Linked DNA regions of Zea mays: region 1 is linked to region 2. Evidence: chromatin contacts called from public Hi-C data. All regions are on one chromosome and are shown on one strand. Each heading gives the region's core, a stretch centred on a gene start, on an enhancer-like site or on the middle of the called end of the contact. The rest is flanking DNA. Distances are from core to core; before and after follow the strand shown.

Region 1 (3,567 bases), core at 41-2,540, 550 kb before region 2:
AGGGAGGACCCGGAGGAGAGGGATGTTTAGATTTTTTTTGTTAACGGGTTAGCAGTTCCATACATTTTTCTATTTTTTGTTGGCTAAACTGATTTAAGTTTAAATATTTTATATATCAAATTACTCAGTAAAACATATAGTTTTTATAAAAAATTTCAAAATTTTTAAATTTAGACTGAATTCAAAAAAACGCTGGTAAAGCGTTACCACCCCTGACAGTTTCGGTAAATCGAGCGGTTTACAGTCGGTTTTCGACGGTTTTGCAATCCTTGCTCAATACTCACCATCACCATTCATTCATCAGTCGGCAGGGGCCTCCCATCCACCAGTCTACCACTATGGTGGCGTTTGATTCACATATTGGTAACGTAATTGGTAACCAATAACGTTAAATCATGTTTGTTTAAGTCCAATCGTAATCGATACCACACTACAAATGAATATCGCTTTATTCAAATTTGTTACCGTAGGTTCTCCAGTGTAAATCGTTATTATTATCATTTACGTTACATTTTGCGAACCAAACGGCACCTATGTAGGAGTAATTTACCGAGGTAAACCAGTCCTTGGAAAGGGATAATTCCGTTTGTGCCTTTTGAAATAATTCAAAATACGAAATTATGGCAGAAAAACTGAAATCTGCGGAACAGGAATTGGGAACCAGTTGGGCCGCAGCTTCAGTTTCCCTAACACACAAAAAAACTAGTCTTCTAAGTTTACCTATAATAACAAAAAAAAACATTTATACATTTATTAGGCTTCCCTCTAGTAGGATGAAAGTGGTAATCCGAACTGTTAAGACAAATTTAATATTTTAAAATAGATATGTATAAAATTTGATATTGATATTTTCTTATGTTATCAAGCACATTAGTATAAATATGAATAAAATATTACATACATTGTTTTATGTATTATTTGCTCCCTACAACATAAAAAGTTGAAAAAATTAACGAATTTATTTTCGAATCCATACTGAAGTTTATATCTATTATTTGAGAAAATATAGGATGAATTTGAGGTTTACCTTTTATGAATCTTAACAAGCTGGATGTTAAAAATAAGAATACAAATTTATATTTTATATTTTATATCATATTTATTCGTAATCAAACAAAAACAACTAAAAAACTGACTACCGAATAAATACCGTTTTCGACCGTTTTTATCTCTCTGCAAGACAAAAACCAGTATTTGGGCCTGAGTTTCCGCTGTTCCGTCGCTACGGCCCAAGAGACGCGCAATGGGAATCCGACTCGAGATCGCTTTCCATTCCCATCGCTTCTCATCTCTTCTCCACACGAACTCGCCCTCTCGACTCTCGAGAGATAGAGCGAGGCACCAAGAAGGGAAAAAAAAAGAGGGACAGGAAAAAAAATCATTCTCGTTTCGCTCTCCGCTAGACCCCGCCCGAATCAATGGAGATTAGGGCTCCGCCGACGAGCCTGAGGCTCGCGCCGCCGCCCGCCGCCGCCAGCTTCCGCCGAACCCCGCTTAGGACCTCCTTCCTTCGCGGCAGCGGTGCGTGCTTCGATTTCGTGTCCCACTCACTTCTTCGTATCCTTTCTGTCTTGTGTTGAGATTGGTACATGGTACTTGAGGCTTTTGTGTGGAGAATCTGTCTGGGCGCTTAACGCCCTCAGGACCTCCTCACCGCATGCTAATCTAGCGGAACATTTGTTGTCTGGGATGCTCAGTGCTGCTGCTGCGATTGTTGAACCAGGATCAACATTGGCGACAGTTGGGCTGTGGGGGTCGGTGCCTTAGTTGTCACACATGATTTTACTAATATGCTGTTATGATGAACTATTATGTGCAATATTAGGGTGTGTTTGTTTTTCCCCTAGATTATATAAGTTGGATTATGTTGGAAGGATAGTAGGGTAAATATCACTTTGGGACTACAGATAAACTGAAATAAGCTAACATTGGGTAGCTTATTTCACCTTATTTGTAATCTCAAAGTCATATTTACCATCCTACCCTTCCACCATAATCTAACTTACGTAATCTAGGAGGGAAACAAACAGTGCCTTAGTCTGTAATGCCACCTGTTTACCATCATGGGCAAATATGACCCTAAACTTGGTCGAATTTGTTGTTGTACCGTATTTTTTATGTTTTTGTATATAAGTTAATAGATTTCTGACTAACTAAATTAGTCCCTTGCGACTTGTAATAAGTGAACCTGTGTTTTTGAGATTTACCCTGTAAAGTGGAAGCATCTTTTGCTTAGCTGAGGGTATTGGAGAACGCTGGTTCTCACTGCACTTCATGGTTGTCAACACCAGCATAGGATCCTTTTTTTTCTCTCCGGAACCGGAACATTTTTATCGTTTGCAATACATTTCTAATGAAACCATTGCTCTTGCTTTGATTTTATGTTGTCACACTAAGCTGAGTTGCATACATGATGACTATGCTTCTACAGAATGTTTATGTTTGATTTTGCTCATGTTGGCCTGCATTTGTAGTGCACAAGCTCATACTATTGAACAAAACTATTATGTTTCGGTCTAGAGCTTTACAAAGTGCAGAATGTAATGTTATCGACATGGTTTATAAATCTGTGTTAGTGACTGCTAGTTTACCCTTCCTTGCACTCTACAGTGTCACTTAAAGTTGTGCAAGTACGGCAGTCAAATGTCAACAGATTTAAGTGCAATAGCATACGAAGTAACCTCTTTGATAGGCTAACAAGGGTTGTCAGGGTGAGTGGTATTTTTTACCCTTCATTATGTTATTTGCAGTAACAAGTTCTTCATATGTAATTTAAAGTTCTGGGCCGTCGGTTTGTCTAGTCCTACGCAAATGCAGTTCTAAGTTCGTTTGAAGACCCTGAGAAGATTCTAGACCAGGCAGTTCTGGAGATGAATGATGACTTGACAAAGATGCGGCAGGCCACTGCACAGGTTTGTTGTGATTGCATTCAGTATAATTGATAGTGCATTTTATTTTTTTCCAATAGTGCCATAATGCTGTCTTTTCCAGGTTTTAACACATTTTCTTCTATCATCTTTAAAGATTATTGCATAAATAATTAAAGTTGATGCTACATGCTAGTTTGTTTGCTTCCTCTTACATCATATGCTTCTACTCTTTTGTTTCATCTCTTATGCTTGTGAAACGAAACTTTGATGCTATTTTATGGATTCTTGTTTTGGTAGGTCTTGGCATCTCAAAAGCGGCTTGAGAATAAATATAAAGCTGCAGAACAAGCTTCTGCTGATTGGTATGGCTATGGTTTACGGCAGCGAATCGAACTTCAGCATATATTTGCTTGCAGTAAATGAATATTATTTTTTGTCAAAGTGTAGGTATCGGAGGGCTCAACTTGCTCTTCAAAAGGGTGACGAGGATCTTGCTCGTGAAGCCCTTAAGCGGCGTAAATCATATGCTGTATGTGTCCTTGATGATGTGTAGTACAATGTGCTTGTTTTAGGATCCCTTACCACATTGATTGGAATAGAATGTATGTTACATATCTATGTGACATGTTGAATCAACATATCGAAGTCCTAATATAGACTTACTATTTGTGTGGTTTGTTTAGGACAATGCAAGCTC
Region 2 (3,731 bases), core at 168-2,667:
TCGACGAGGAGGAGGCAAAATCCCAGTACGACCGACGAACATCAACATAATAAGATGGTTCTCCACCAAACTACGTCTGGACCACAGGCACGACATACCGTAGGCGCACCAAGAGGTCACTATCGGCATGATTGCAGGCCCCCACATACGGTCCCAGACGTGTCCCCGCTGACTTGTGGGGCCACTCAACCCCGATTGTGGGGACCTCAGTGTCGGAGTCTCTGTAGTTACCCGCATATAGGAATAGATGGGACAATACACCATAACGGGTGTATGCCTACGCATACAGGAATGTGTCACAAGGCTCATGACGATAGACAAAGTTGCACCACGCACGACCCCAAAACACGTAGTAGAACTATCCCTGGTAGGGGTCACTACATCAGCATGAGACTTGCTATAGGGACCCGTATACCATGCATACGAAGTGTTACGCCATAACGGGAGTATGACTGAACACGACCCTACGGACGATGTCAGGAGAACTACGTCACTCAGAGGCAACATACCAGGCACCCTCCAGGAGAATACAAGTCCACACTGTAAGGTCCTACCCTTGAGTTATAAAAAGGCAGGGGCCCCTCCTTCTTCCCACACACCAACAGTTTTAACACGCTCCAAGGCAATACAACGATCAACACTAAACTAGACTAGGGCACAAACTTGGACCAGTATAAACCATTTGTCTCAAATTCCACATTCGAGTCCCAACGATTCATCATTCGGAGTGAGTCCGCGCTAGCATCTCCCACCCAACACAAACCTTGTTGTCCCCCGGTTTTCGAAACGATGACAAGAGGTGCTTCACGAATTGGAATTTTATACCTTCACGTGAAGTTGAGGATAAGGGCATGTACAATCCAATTAAACGAGGGATCTCTTAGGGGTTAAGTGAAAATAAAAAAATTAAGAGACAATCTTTTCATGAAGAGCGAGTCTCTATACGACTCTGTACATATTGTGTATTGGCAGTATTTAGGGGGTGTTTGGTTAGAGGGACTAAAGATTAGACTCTAGTTTTTTAGACCCATTTAGTCTTTTTTTTTTGCCAAACACTAGGTCTAAAATATGTACTAAAATGATTTAGTCTTTAGTCATTCACACATGTGCTAAAAGGGACTAAATCATATTAATTCCACATTTACCCTTCATTTAATTCAATTGTACTAATAGCAGAAAAATGTTAAAGGTCATTTTAGTCTTCTTATGAGTTATTTAGTATATTCTTACTAATTTTAGCCCCTAGAACCAAACATGTTAGGGACTAAATTTTAATCCTCTAACTAAACTTTAGTTTCTAGACTAAAGAAACCAAACATTATTATGTAAAAGATTAGAATTGTATGATACGATGGTTAGACCTTAGTGGAAAACCGTTCCCATAGCTCAGTGTTGTGCACCTTTGCCACTGGTTCATTTTTTTTCTCCGCTCGAAGCCCTCCTATCTCGATCGATTTTCTCTCTGCTCTGACGGCTCTTGGGAAACCCTAGCCGTCGGGCGCCCTGGGCAAGCCCACCGGAGGACGCCGGAGCCGAAGGGGAGTCGCAAACGCAGAGATCCGGCTACAACGTGGCTTTCCCGACCGGTTGTGGCGGCGATTTCGCATCACATAGATCCGCTCGTGGCCTTCCCTTCTGCGCGGTCGGTGGATCCTCTGGAGCTCCGCTGGCGCCCCGAGCAGGGCTCTCTCGGCGTGGAGGGCGGAGGCAAGGGACGGGTGTGGCAGCGGCTTCGGCCAGCCCACGGCTCCCAGCCCCTGGCGGGCAGCACTCAGTCCCTGGCGGCGAGCTCGTATTCCCAGACCTTGCCTCCACTTTCTGGTGGTTCTAGCAGCAATTCGGTTAGTATTTTAGGAGTCTACAACCAGCCCATAGATTTTGTGTGCGCATATACAAACACTTTGCATATTGTTCCTTTGTATACGTGAATTCCTTCGTACATGTACAACCCTGTATGTGTATGCATCAGATATGAATTTTGTCTGAATTTACAGGGACACTGGTGGATATTTTAGAACAAACACTCGCCTTTTGAAATCAAAGATGCTTGTCATATTTATGTATAAATACCGCCAACTATGAATATACTATTAAAATTACCTCTAAAAATGTCGGTGCAATATCATCTATTTTTTTTAAATTAAGACTGATGAGAACATTGTGAAGAAAACAAGCTCATATGGTGAATACTTCGATCAAGGGTACAAATGACTTTTTTAACTAAATCTTCAAGTTTGTGAAGCTTTACCGTGAAGTTGGTCTATGGTGAAGTTGGTGAAGCTGAGCTTCAAATTTGTGAAGCTGATCTATGTTTTGTGAAGCTGATTTATAGCTCAGCTTCACCAACTTCACCATAGATCAAGAGTTAGTCTGCAAGCCAAACACTTTAAAAACCTCAGCAACTTCACCGTGAAGCTGATCTATGGTGAAGTTGGTGAAGCTGAGCTCTCCCAAATAGGCCCTATAACTGCATACATGCCTACTAACTTTTGTTTTCCAATAGTCACATGCCCTTTACTGTGGTGCCCCCTGTATTTCGAGTTCAGCCTGGTTCATTACGTAGCATGTGTGATTCTTTGCTTGTTTTCGCTCCAGATTTCTGGTGAGAAATTTCACTCCGAAGATGGTTCAACTCTTTTTGCAAGTGCCGGCAGAATGCGGCAGTGTTAATACAGTTGTCGTGGAAGGGAGGAGATCTCTTTTTCACAATGTTGAGTCCATAATCAAGTCATTGACAAAATCAGCAGGCAGGTATGAAGCTCGGCTGTGGCTCTGTGCCACTGTCTCGTTGGTCCATTCGCTCAGTGACTGTGGCCAGAGGGACCTGTTTCTTGATCTCTTAGAGAGGAAGAATTCCAGGCGTGATGTCGCTGCTCGCTTGCTGCGTATGATTTTCGATAAGAAACCCAGAATGGTTGGGTCTATTCTAGCAAGAAAAGGCCATATACTGGAGGATTTCTTCCGAGGTAATTTTCCTAAGAGCTAAAAACTGATTGTATTTTTATCTGTTACTTAAATACATCTTGTTTTGCTTTACTTATACGCCCAAATAATTGCTTATTTGAAACATGTTTGCAAAAAAACCTGTATAAAATAGGCTCCTAACTCAATAGTCTCAATTTGAACTTGTGCTGTCTGTAAGGACTATTATGTTGTAAATGGCATACCACATATAGCCTATCTCAGTGTCTATGTCATGGTAATTTGCTAACATAGTATTATGGAAATGAGTGACACATGCTGTGTACAAGAAGGAAACTGAAATGGTGTTTCAGTGACAACTACATCATATCTGTCTCTTGGCCTATTTTTAAGTGTATCTAGGTATGGCCTACATCTCTGAGTATGGTGTAGGCGTGTAGTGCTGGAGCTTGGCATGAAACTTCTTGTCATTATTTACAGATGCCTATCAGCCTATGTTATGCCTGCTTACTTAAGTCTCCAGCAAAATCAGTAATGTCCCGTTTGGATCCTTGGAATTGAATTCCATTCTAATAAGGCCCCGTTTGTTTCGTGGGAATTGAATTCCATTCTAATAATTATAATTTAGACAAAAATAATTAAGTTAATATATTTGTCTATGTAATATATTTGTATATTATCCTAAATTATATGAGAGAGATAGTTATACGCTACATTTATGCAATAGAAAAGCAAGTAGAAGAGTGTGCTATAAGTTGTACATTAGAAAAGTAGCATGTAAATCTATATAATCAATCTCCATCTCTCAC

What was found. Hi-C and Micro-C count contacts between places; a contact is called where the count stands out from the background.
Region 1: a contact with region 2 is called in a Hi-C map of ear, with 2.1 times the contacts expected there. The contact joins the promoter of LOC100191375 here to the promoter of LOC100278343 in region 2. A contact is called at or near these places in 2 of 25 Hi-C or Micro-C datasets (ear and leaf).

What each region holds. Positions count from the first base shown.
Region 1 is chr3:172,974,091-172,977,657 of Zm-B73-REFERENCE-NAM-5.0, reverse strand. LOC100191375 (IM30 protein-like protein) reads left to right here and starts at 1,290. Exons shown (of 11, transcript NM_001136809.1): 1 at 1,290-1,521; 2 at 2,611-2,711; 3 at 2,802-2,912; 4 at 3,168-3,232; 5 at 3,318-3,399; 6 at 3,554-3,567. The coding sequence starts at 1,419.
Region 2 is chr3:172,426,833-172,430,563 of Zm-B73-REFERENCE-NAM-5.0, reverse strand. It overlaps LOC100278343, which reads left to right and starts at 1,417. Exons shown (of 5, transcript NR_158670.1): 1 at 1,417-1,841; 2 at 2,596-2,966.